2 separate regions of the Callithrix jacchus genome follow, and region 1 is linked to region 2. The links are chromatin contacts, called in public Hi-C maps. All regions are on one chromosome and are shown on one strand. Each heading gives the region's core, a stretch centred on a gene start, on an enhancer-like site or on the middle of the called end of the contact. The rest is flanking DNA. Distances are from core to core; before and after follow the strand shown. Region 1 overlaps SYN3 (synapsin III). Region 2 holds the start of TIMP3 (TIMP metallopeptidase inhibitor 3).

The links. A called contact is a pair of places that touch in the nucleus more often than the background predicts.
Region 1: a contact with region 2 is called in a Hi-C map of skeletal muscle, with 3 times the contacts expected there. The contact joins the enhancer-like site here to the promoter of TIMP3 in region 2. A contact is called at or near these places in 3 of 3 Hi-C or Micro-C datasets (induced pluripotent stem cells and skeletal muscle).

Annotation. Positions count from the first base shown.
Region 1 is chr1:203,381,219-203,387,079 of calJac240_pri, reverse strand. All of the region lies in intron 7 of SYN3 (synapsin III), which reads right to left. Among named protein-coding and RNA genes, the nearest start is that of TIMP3, 120 kb to the right of the region's middle. Within about 2 kb of position 4,184, at least 2 of the 16 cell types and tissues checked have an H3K27ac peak or open chromatin away from gene starts, as enhancers often do. A contact at or near this core is called in skeletal muscle, where this site is marked.
Region 2 is chr1:203,258,827-203,264,463 of calJac240_pri, reverse strand. TIMP3 (TIMP metallopeptidase inhibitor 3) reads left to right here and starts at 2,958. Exons shown (of 5, transcript XM_002743712.6): 1 at 2,958-3,366. The coding sequence starts at 3,246. The region is part of intron 7 of SYN3 (synapsin III); the gene reads right to left.

The sequences.
Region 1 (5,861 bases), core at 2,935-5,434, 120 kb before region 2:
GAGTATGTCTCATCCAATAACTCTATGTACAGATGAGGAAACTGAGGCCTCAAGAGGGGATGTGAGTGGTTTGCCAAATGTCCACAGCCAAGTAGCATGTTGCATCTTGCCGCAGTGACTGAATTTTCTTAGCCTCCAAGTCAGGAAATGTAGTTTGACAAAGAATAATTTTTTTCCATGGACTGTGACAGATGAAAAGTCATACCAAGTTTAGTTATAAATCTCTCCATTGTCCCTTTCCCCTTGTCTACCAGTTTAGGGAGTCTGTTCTACCCAAAGTCACCTGTGGGGTCACGTGCAAAATCTAAAGGTCTTTTTGCAGTTGTCATCTGATTGGCCATTTCTGTAGCCAATTAGTGCCCATGGGTTTCCAGGCATTCCCCCTATGTATCCCCTCCTACGTCTTAGCTTCTGCTTTTCAGCATTCTTTTCTTCCTTGGCTCTCAGACTCCTTAGTTCTATAGGGCTCTCTTACCTTACTCATATCCATGTTCATGGTTTTACTGGCTATCATTCAGCTGAGGACTCCCAAATTTTATCTATAGTCTGGTCATCATTCCTGAGCTACAGACGTGTATATACAGCCGCCTTCTCAATGCCTTTCTTGGATTCCCCAGAACGAACTCATCATTTTCCTCCAAAGCTCTTTGACTACTTTGATTTTATTACCAAGTAACTATGGAACCAGTATAGTTAGTGTTCCAAAGCACGTGCTTTGGCATCTTATTGACCTGGGCTTGACTCCCAGATATTCCACTTAACTGGCTATGGGGGCTTTGGCCCAGCTACTTACCTTTCCAATTTCCTCATCTGTAAAATGGGGATAATAAAAATGTCTACTTCACAAGGCTGTCATTAAAAGGAAATGAGTTAATACAATAGCATTAGCACAATGCCTGGCATATAGTAAATACTCAATTACTGCTCAGCCGTGATCTTTATTATGTACCTCAGCATCCACCCTACTTGAGCCACACTGAATTCTTAGCATTTAAAATATTTACTGAACACATATGTGTTCTAGGCACTGTGCTTAGGACAGAATTACATGAAAGGATAAATAAATTTTCTGTTTTAAAATAACCTTACAAAGTATCCCCATTTTACAGATGAAGAAGACAATCACATTCTAAGAAAAGCAAACAACCAACAGACTCCCTCGTATTCCTTCTTACTAGCCAACAATTTATACTGAATATGATGACACGGGGAAAAAAAAGAAAAAGATATGCCAATTCATAGTTCGTTTTTCTTTTAGTCCTTCCTTACTCAACAGTAAGCCTCAAGTAGAGAGGGATGGAGAAAATGTGTGCATCAAGAAGTGAAATAAAAGCGGTTGAGTTAGTTTTGGGCAGCATTTGCACTATTGAGGTCAGAAGGAAATACCGACCTGGCATGTGTTGTCACCCAAATCTCATCTTTAATTGTAGCTCCCATAATTCCCACATGTTGTGAGAGGGACCAGGTGGGAGATAATTGAATCATGGGGGCGGTTTCCCCCATACTGTATTCATGGTCGTAAATAAGTCTCATAAAATCTGATGGTTGTGGCTGTCTTTTCTCTTGCCTGCGCCATGTAAGACGTGCCTTTTGCCTTCTGCCATGATTGTGAGGCTTCCCCAGCCACATAAAACTGTAAGTCCATTAAACCTCGTTTTCTTTATAAGTTGCCCAGTCTCAAGTAGGTCTTTATTAGCAGTGTGAGAAATGACTAATACAGCATGTGTGAACTATGAAATATGAATTGCATAATTTTATTGATTCTGCTTATGAATTCAATGTTTTCATATTTGCATTTAAAATTTTGCATTGCATAATGTAAAAGTAAATGGTAAAATCCATACTAATAATGTAAAACTTCATTTATGTATTTTAACTAGAATGATATTAGATAGCAATTAAAAAAGCACTAAGACAAGTCAAGTGAGAGACAGTGGAAGAAAAGAAAAAGGTTTATATTTAGTATCTTTAACAGCATTTCCCCTGACACAACACATTTTGAAAAAGGAATCCTGCAAATTATGTAGCCGTCCTGACTGAGAAAGTAAAATGTCTTTGAATTTTAGGCTTGGGAAGAGACTATGAAAAGTGTCTCAGGGAACCCTGCTCTGCTCACCACCCACCATATTTCATGTGAAGATGCAGAGAGCTGCAGAGGATATTAAGGTCACACAGGGAGCAAGTAGATAAACCAAGACTGGTGCCCATGCTGTCTCCATTCCTTCCTAGTCTAGCTTTCTTCACCTAATATATGCTCTTCCTTCTGTCAGAAATCCCACCTCATGACTAGGAGATAAGATTTCCCCTTTGCAAGTGAAACCATTCAATCAGTCCTTGGCTGATGATGTGCAAAGTGATATGACTTCCATCCAAGGCTAGGGAGACTTGACCAGCAGTTGGTTAAAAGTAATAAATTATTTTCAGGGGAAAATCAAGTGGTCAGCATTTTAGTCCTTGTTTTTCCTGACCTAACAGCAGTATTTATTTATTTATTATTTTGCATTTCCATAGGTTTTGGGGGGAACAGGAGGTGTTTGGTTACATAGATAAGTTCTTCAGTGGTGATATCTGAGATTTTGGTGCATCCATCACCTAAGCAGTATACACTGTACTCTATTCGTAGTCTTTTATCCCTCAACCCCTCCCACCCTTTCCTTCCAAATCCCCAAAGTCCCTTGTATAATTCTTTTTTTTTTTGACAGAGCCTGCTCTGTCACCCACGTTAGAGTGCAATGGCACCATCTTGGCTCGCCACCACCTCTGCCTCCTGGTTCAAGGCATTCTCATGCCTCAACCTCCCACATACCTGGGACTACAGACATGTGCCACCATACCTAACTAATTTTTGTATTTTTAATAGAGACAGGGTTTTGTCATTTTGGCCAGGCTGGTCTTGAACTCCTGGTCTCAGGTGATCCACCTGCCTTGGCCTCCCAAAGTGCTGGGATTACAGGGATGTGCCACTGCACCTGGCCCATTGTATCATTCTTACGCCTTTACATCCTCATAGCTTAGCTCCCACTCATGAGTGAGAACATATGATGTTTGGTTTTCCATTCCCAAGTTACTTCATTTAGAATAATGGTTTCCAATTCCAGGTTGTTGCAAATGCCATTATTTTATTCCTTTTTATGGCTGAGTAGTATGCCATGGTATATACCACAGATTTTTATCCATTAATCTCGTTGATTAATGAGCCTTTGGGCTGGTTTCGTATTTCTGCAGTTGCAAATAGTCAGCAGCAGTGTTTAATCACATGCTCTTCTATCAAACACTCATGTCTTTTAGACCTTTAGGATCCAATGTCCTACCTTGCTAGCTCATGTCTTTTGGCCTTTAGGACCCAATGTCCTACCTTGCTAGCTGGTCCCCATCACAGGCTCCCCGCTCCCACCTTCCTGACTTTGTAACAGTGTCTCAGGGGTCAACTCTCAGACCTTTTCTCTTTTTCTGTCCATGCTCATTCCTTTGGTAACCTCATGTAGCCTAATGACTCTTAATGCTATCTATATGCTGATGACTCATCTGTTTATATTTCTAGCCCTGACCTCTCCCTGAATTTGTTCTAACATGTCCAACTGCTTACTTGACAGCACTCTGATGTCTAAAGAAACCACACATTAATATCTGTAACTGAGCCTTTGACTCTCCCCAGCTCCAAACTGAGTTCTACTTCCGTTAATGGCAGCATCAGGTCAAAACTCTACAGCTATCTTGATGCTTCCTCATCTCTTACACCTCACACCCAATTCATGAGCAAATCCTAAAGACTCTACCTTCAAAATACATTCAGAATATGGTAATTTTCCACTACCATTACTGCTTCACCTTGGTCCAAGTTACCTGCATTATGCCAGTAACCTTTGGATTGGTCTCATTTTGGTCCTTATCTCTCTCTTACACAGAAGGATCTCCTTGAACCACATGTCAGAGTGTGTCAGTCCTCTATTAAAAACCTCTCAATGGTTTATCATCTTATTCTAAAAAACGGCCCAAACCAAACAAACAGCAAAGCAGCCACAGAACCTGATAGCAGTCAGCCCCCAGGGTTTTAGGACCTTATCTTTTTTGTCCCCTTTGTCCACTCTTTCACTCTGCTCTGGCCATGTGACCTTCTTGTTCTCCTAATTCACTGAGGACTCTCCCACCTCAGGCCCTTTGTCACTGCTGCCCCTCTCCCTGGAATGCTCTTCCCCAGGAATCTGGAAGGCTCCTTCCTTCACTTGCTATGGGTCATTATCACCCTCTCATGAGGCCTTTTCTAGTTACCTTGTTTAACACAGCAGCCCCTTTTGCTCCCCATGAACATTACCCATCTCCTATCCCTGATTTTTACTCCCAAAGCACTTATCTCCATCTAACATGCCATCTAGTTGACTTTATTTTCTGTTTATTGTCTGTTTCCCCCTGTTGAAATGTGATCGCTTGTTTGTCTGTTTTGTTCAAGTATCTAAATCTGCCTTGTAGTGGGCTGTGGTCTAAGTAACATTATGGCCAAGAATTTACCAAAGAATAATGAACTACCTCCCCACCTCGACAAAGCTCCAAGAATGTCTTTGACTCCATATTCCAGCCTCTACCTGGAATGTCCTTTGTCTGTTTCTCTGAATACCATGCCATCCTTCAAGGTCTGGTTGAAAAGTGACCTCCTCATGGAAGCCTTCCCCAATCTTCTCCTTTCCCGACCTGAATTGACTTTTACTTTTCCAAAAAACTAAGCAAAATGCAGAAGGAGAGCTCTCTTATATGATGTATTACAGAGATTAAAATGAACACACACCAAAGTATACAGTGGTATGTATTTGGAAGGCAACCCAGCAATTTGGCAAATTGAAATGTGCATCCCCTTTGACCCAGCAATCCATTTCAAGGAACTTGTCCTACCCAGAACCTGAGCAAGGGTGCAAAGACACGCATGCCACGACTTTGCAACACTTTTCTATGATCAACAGGGGCTCGTTTAATAAACTTTAGTACCATAGGCTACTGCAGGCTGATGGAAAAAATATGTCAAGATATTTGTCATCTTGAAAAAACTAAGTGTCAAATGATATGCATAGTATAATCCCTTCAGTCTTACAGAAAACATCCTGGAAGGAAGGAGAGAAGAAAGAAAGGGGAAAATGGAGGGAGGGAAGAAGAAGGAATGAAGAAGGAAGTAAGGGAGGAAGGGAGTGAGTGAGTGAGGAAGACGTAATGAAAGAAGAAAGTAAGGAAGGGAGGAAGGAAGAGAGATTGTATGTTGCCCTGCCTGAGATTTGGCTCTTAAGTCTGCGAATAAGACAAAAAGGGACATAATTTAGCTGGGTGCAATGGCACATGCCTGTACTACCAGCTACTCAAGAGGCTGGGCAGGAGGATCACTTGAACCTGGGAGGCAGATGTTGCAGTGAACCGAGATTGTGCCACTGCACTCCAGACTGGCAGCCTAGGTAACAGAGCAAGACTCTCAAAAAAAAAATGAGGAGTGAATCAGACTTGCTCTTATAAGGGTCTTATCAGGGGATATTTTTCTCTAATAAAATAGGGGTGGGATAATAAAATTTTTTGGGTTAGTATAATGGCACTGTTCCATGAAGACCTCAGGGAGTCAAGCTCCTTCTAGCTTGTTGCTTTCATTGCATTCTCAGTTTTCTTATCTGAAAAGAAAAGAAACTCTTTCTTTTCTGCCAGAGCAGAGTGAAAGAGTGGACAAAGGGGACAAAACGGGTAAGGTCCTAAAACCCTGGGCTGACTGCTCTCAGGCTCTGTGGCTGCTTTGCTGTTTGTTTGGTTTGGGCCGTTTTTTACAATAAGATGATAAACCATTGAGAGGTTTTTAATAGAGGAGTGACACACTCTGACATGTGTTGGGGGAGCTT
Region 2 (5,637 bases), core at 1,709-4,208:
GTTTCTGAGGTCCTTTTTACAACTTCTCTTCCTACAGACTCCAGCATCCTATAACTTGATACAAAGAGGGTGGATATGGATATGGACTCATGTTTCCTAGAAAAGTTCTAGGAAAGGGAATACCCAGTCATCCTGGTAGGTGTGTAGACAGGCCAGATAGATCTTGAAACTTAGTTCTTCCCAGATTTATAAATCTATCACTGTTTTTAGCTGTCAAGAGAAAGCAGGAGAGCCTGTATCTTCACTCTTACCATTAACCTCAGGTCCACCCCACCTAGCTTATTAAATGATGTTGAAAAAACAATTCTTACATATTACTAGGCTCATGAAGGGGGTAGCCCTAGCAGGAGGACTTCCCTGCACAAGGATTCATGGAGTTTGCTCTTTCTCTTCCTTAGGGTGAGAACTGAACTGCCTTCACATGGCGGGTAGAGGGGAACTGACTCAGGTTAGGAATAAGGCAGAACATCCTAACTGAAAAGCTCTTGGAATTTGTTAAACTTCGAGACACTGCATGGACTGGCTTAGGACACGGAGTGAGAGGAAATTAACCAAAAGGTAATTTCATTACCTTTCAGCTGGAAAAAAGATCAGATTCCACTTGCGATTTCATAATTAGGTAACTGCCGGAATAAAATGCTTCAGATGCTTTCTATGAGAAAACTGCTGCTTGAAGTTCAGCAGAAGTTATCTACTTGATACTTATATTTCAGGAAAGGCTTTCCCTTGGAGAAAATATCGGCAGATTGGACAAAATTATAACAGGAAAAGAAAGAGAAGAGAGGGCCTCTATCATGTAAGATGCTTATTCAAAGTGGATTTGGTCTGGAAAGTCTTATAAAACCTTCCACATGACTGTGGAATAAGTCATGTGGAGTGCGGGGATAAGCGAAACTCTCAAATTCCACCACGTATGCCCTCATTCAACCTGGATCCTTAGACTGGCCTCCAGGGCACTCTGCTCAGGATTCAGTGGGCTATTGGCCACACCCATGCTCCAGTCTCCTGAGACCCTATTTGGTTCTCAGAGAGCTAAAAAGCAGTGTGGCTAAATATCCTAGGCCTCAAAATATTCCTACTGTGGTTGGGGAAGTAATACAATCATACCCCATAAAACAATGAAAACAGTGCTGGAAAAACATCGAGTGACAGAAACATCTCTATGGGTTAGGACACAGAGTGAAGACAGGGAGGGTTTTTAAAGCTGGGTGGGGAACAAGCCAGAATGATGTGGAAACTGGTTTCCCTTTCCTATGGCTAAAATGCTCAAGGGGGGAAAAGGAGTTTCAAAAATGTTCTTGGAAATACTGCCTCTCACAAATTCTTTGGCCTCTGCTGTCCCACTGTCACTTCTCTGAGAGGTAACCAGAGGAGTTCTGAGAAAGAAGCTGAACTTGCATTTCTCCCTGTTTTTATTTGTTCCAAACTTGTAGCATTTCTGCAGCTCAAACATATGAATCTTTAACAGGATGAAGTGGAAGAGAAAGGGAGAGAGACAAGTGTAGAAAGATGGAAGATCCCAGCTGCAAACGGCCACTTGCAGTTATATGGAACAGATGCTGAAGTTCGGGGAAATGCAAGTCTCTCTGCAGATGGGAAGGGGCAGTGGAAAGGGGTGACTTGAGTTCCTGGCTGGCCACCAATCATCTTATCACCTGGAAAGTGGGAGTGATACGTGCACTTGCTTTTCCTATCTAGAAGGATTATTGTGAGCACTATAATGAGGTAAGGTACGGAATCCTGTTTTTAAAAATACAAAGCAGAATCAAGATGTTAATAATAAGGATAGTAATTGTGTTCGTTATTTGCAATCATCCGTTATAGCTAGCAGTCTAGGATCCTGGATCGCTCTCCTGGTTTTACTACAGTTTTGGATCAGCTCACCCACAAATCCCTTGCTGAAGGGTGGCGACCTGTCAGCAGCCATGGGTGGGGAACCATTTCCTCTTGCCTTTCTACTTTCTGTCTTGCAAACATGCCCAGGACGTTTGTACTTGTGTTCCTCCTCCCTGGCACTCTCTCCCGTGGCTTGTCCAGAGCTGATCCTCCTCTTTGCCCACTTCTCAGCAAGGATGGCACTTCAGGGAGCCCTTCCCTTGTTAGCACAGAGAAAGCAGCGCCTTCCCCGGTTACGTTCAACCCAGAACTCTGTTTTCTTCATAGCCCTAGCATCATAGAAAATCACCCTGTGCATTCATGGATTTCCCTGGGGGCAAGGGCTTTGTGTTGCTTAACCCAGCATCCCGAACTGTGTTTGTTGAATGAATACAGAACCCCGTTTGCTCTGGGGGAGCACAGAAAAACAATCTTCTATCATATATCATAGCCAGCTGCAAACAGCAGATGGCTTCTCATATCCCAGAGAGTAAGAACCAGAGAGAGAGAGAGAGAGAGAGAGAGAGAGAGAGAGAGAGAGAGAGAGAGAGAGAGAGAGAGAGAGAGAGATGTGTGTGTGTGTGTGTTTGGGTCTTTCTCCTCTGCTCTCTCCAGAGAAACTGGAGGGGTAGCAGTTAGCATCCCCGATAGCTATTCCACCATGTGCAATCAAGGACTCAAGGACATGGCCAACCCTGACTCGTGGAAGGGGTTCTGCTGGGGTGGGTGAGTGGCGGTAGTTGGTTCTGGTTTGGGTCAGAGGCACCCAGTGGCGTGGGGCGAGGGCGCATATGAGAGGGGGCCCCAGGGCGCCGCTCGGAGGACCCGGCGGTAAGCACTGGTCCCGGGCGCACCCCAGCCCACCCACTCGCGTGCCCACGGCGGTATTATTCCCTATAAGGATCTGAACGGTCCGGGGGTGGCCCCGCCCCGCTGCCCCGCGCCCCCGGCCCCGCCCCCTTTTTGGAGGGCCGATGAGGTAATGCGGCTCTGCCATTGGTCTGAGGGGGCGGGCCCCGAGCACCCGAGGCGGGGTCCCCGGGGGCCCAGGCTATATCACTCAACCGCCCAGGCAGCGGCGCAGAGCGGGCAGCAGGCAGGCGGCGGGCGTTTAGACGGCTTCTCCTCCTCCTCTTGCTCCTCCAGCTACTGCTCCTTCGCCGGTAGGCCGCCCGCGGAGTCCTGCACCAGCGCCGAGGCAGCCTCGCCGCGCCCTATCCCGTCCCGCTGGGCACTCGGAGGGCAGGGCGCCGGAGGCCAAAGTTGCCCCGCACGGCCCGGCGGGCGAGCGAGCTCGGGCTGCAGCAGCCCCGCCGGCGGTGCGCACGGCAACTTTGGAGAGGCGAGCAGCAGCCCCGGCAGTAGCGGCAATGACTCCCTGGCTCGGGCTCGTCGTCCTCCTGGGCAGCTGGAGCCTGGGGGACTGGGGCGCCGAGGCGTGCACATGCTCACCCAGCCACCCCCAGGACGCCTTCTGCAACTCCGACATCGGTAAGCGCTACCGGTGCCCCGCCCGAGCCCCGCGCTGCAGCCGGGACTGCTGCGCGGCCCAGGGAGGCAGGACAAGCCCCACTCCTTTCCTCTGTCCCAAGAAAGGGGCAAACGGGGTTGGGGCGGAGTGGAGAAACTCAATGTCCTTGGCCGGGGGCGCTGGCATAGCCAAGAGGGGAAGATGGCCTGCAGAGGAAACTCGCTGTGGCTGAGCGATCCCTTGGCCGCCTTTGCTTTCCTAACTTAGGGCGTGAGGTTCCTGCCTGTTCTTTTGACATCTGAAAAATGTCCCCATTCACTACTAAAGGAGGAAGGGCTAGAAGAGAAGGGTGGGGAAAGGTTCTCAAAGCTTGGAATGCTAACTAAAGTGCTGGGAAGTTGACTAGTTAAAAAAAAAAGTTGCCAGCCATGTGCACGGAAAGTTGCAGGAGAAACTTGGAGTACTCCGAATTTGCATCATCTCCTGTGCCCATGAAATTTATTCTTTTCACTGAGACCCAACCCAACTGCAGGCTTCCCAAGCAAGCGCAAACCGAGCTTCTTGGACTGCCAAGTTTGGGTGGATTTAAGGGGGAAAGGAGGAGAAAGCTGTGGCGTTGACCCACCCCCTGGAGGCACTGTATTTGAGAGTGTTGATAGCCAGCAGAAGGTGGTGTGTGTGAGGGATCACTTATCACATAGCTGTGAAAATTCACAGGAAGGCTATTTTTTTTTTCCTTGAATGTGTGTGGGGAGGGAGAGAATGGGTAGTGGAAAACAGATTTGTCACTAAAAGAACAAAGCTGCCAAGGGTCACATCTGGATGACAGTTCCAGACTGGACTTAGTGTCTTGAGTAGAGTGATCCTGTAAGGAGCAGGAGGTCCTACTCCTTAGCATGTACAGAGGGCCTTGAGAGCATCCTGGGAGGCTTGTCTGGGAGTGTTTGGGATACCCGTGGCCAAAGGCGGGGTGGCATCTGGAAAACATCTCTCTCTTCCTTTCCAGCCTATAAAGCATGCAAGTCCAGTGGCCCTGCTGGGATAGTGTGTGTGCTGAGCTGGGTGGTGGGGTGGGACAGCCTTGCCACCCTCTGCCTGTGTCGATTCAGAGGTGAAGAATGGAGCGTGTGTGTTTTAAGTACAGTCATAAAGGAGAAGGAAATTTTCCACTGAGTCTTGGGTGAGGGACTCTACCAGTGTGTTGCAGTGAGGAGGGGGAGGAGGCAGGAGCTTGGCAGGGGAGGCAGTAGAGGCCGGGAGGGGTGCTGCTGGTGGACTGGACTGAGCCTAGAGGTCAAAGTGGGAGTGTGGTGACCAGAAAGTCAGTGCAGCTAAAGGGGTTTGTGTGATCTGAGGTCACCCTTGTTAGAGGTTTCCTGGGGCTGCAGGGTGCATCATTCCCTCTCCCTGGGGAACCTAGCTGGCCCCTGGTTTGTGTATTGCTTAAAAGATCCTTTTGGGCAGCCTGAAGCCTGGGAAAGGTTTTCCTCCCTCCTCCTCTTACCGCCTCCACCCACATTCCACTTACTCTTTCCCTCCTCATTCCAGTTTGTGACATGCCCACCTGATTAGTATGGGGAGTTGCTGCTGCTTCTGAGTTCCAGTTTTGCCCAGCGGGAGCACACATGCACCGGCCAGGAGGCTGGCAAGTGGAATCAGGGTGTGCAGGGGTGCAGCTCAAGTCCAATTCTGCTGGAAAATGGGCTGGGTGGGTTCACCTGGGGTTTTTTTTTTGGTATGCAGTGGGAGTGGGTCCCCATTTTTCCCCCTTGCCCTTTGTTTTGGGGTTTCTACTCTAGAAACTGACCACAGAAAAGTGAAAACAAGCATGAGTAAATCCTGCTCCAATGCAGGCCCTCCAGTATGTTTACTGCTTAGGTTTCCTGCGGTGGGTCTGAGCGATGCAGAAGTTTCTCACAATTTCTCTGGATTGATTCAATAAATACCTCCCTCACTCCTTTTAATAAATTTCCCAGAGAAAAGCTAAGTTACCAGGAAGTACCCAAAGAGCAGGAGATTGTGGTAGCAAAAAGAAAAAAAGAAACAAAAAATCTTCGATGCTCTGGCATGGATCCCAAATTGTCCCGCCTGGGTTTGGTGCACTGCACTAGTGGCAGGGATGAGCTAATGCTTTTAAAATGGGAGGTGTGGGTGTGGGCTGCTTGCCTGCCGACCTCCTGCACCTTGCACAGCACCCTACTGGCATCCAGTACTTGGCTCCCAAGTATCCTTGCTCAGAGCCTTTCTGGTTTCCAGTCTGGCTTAAAACTGTCCATTCTCTCCCTCAAGAA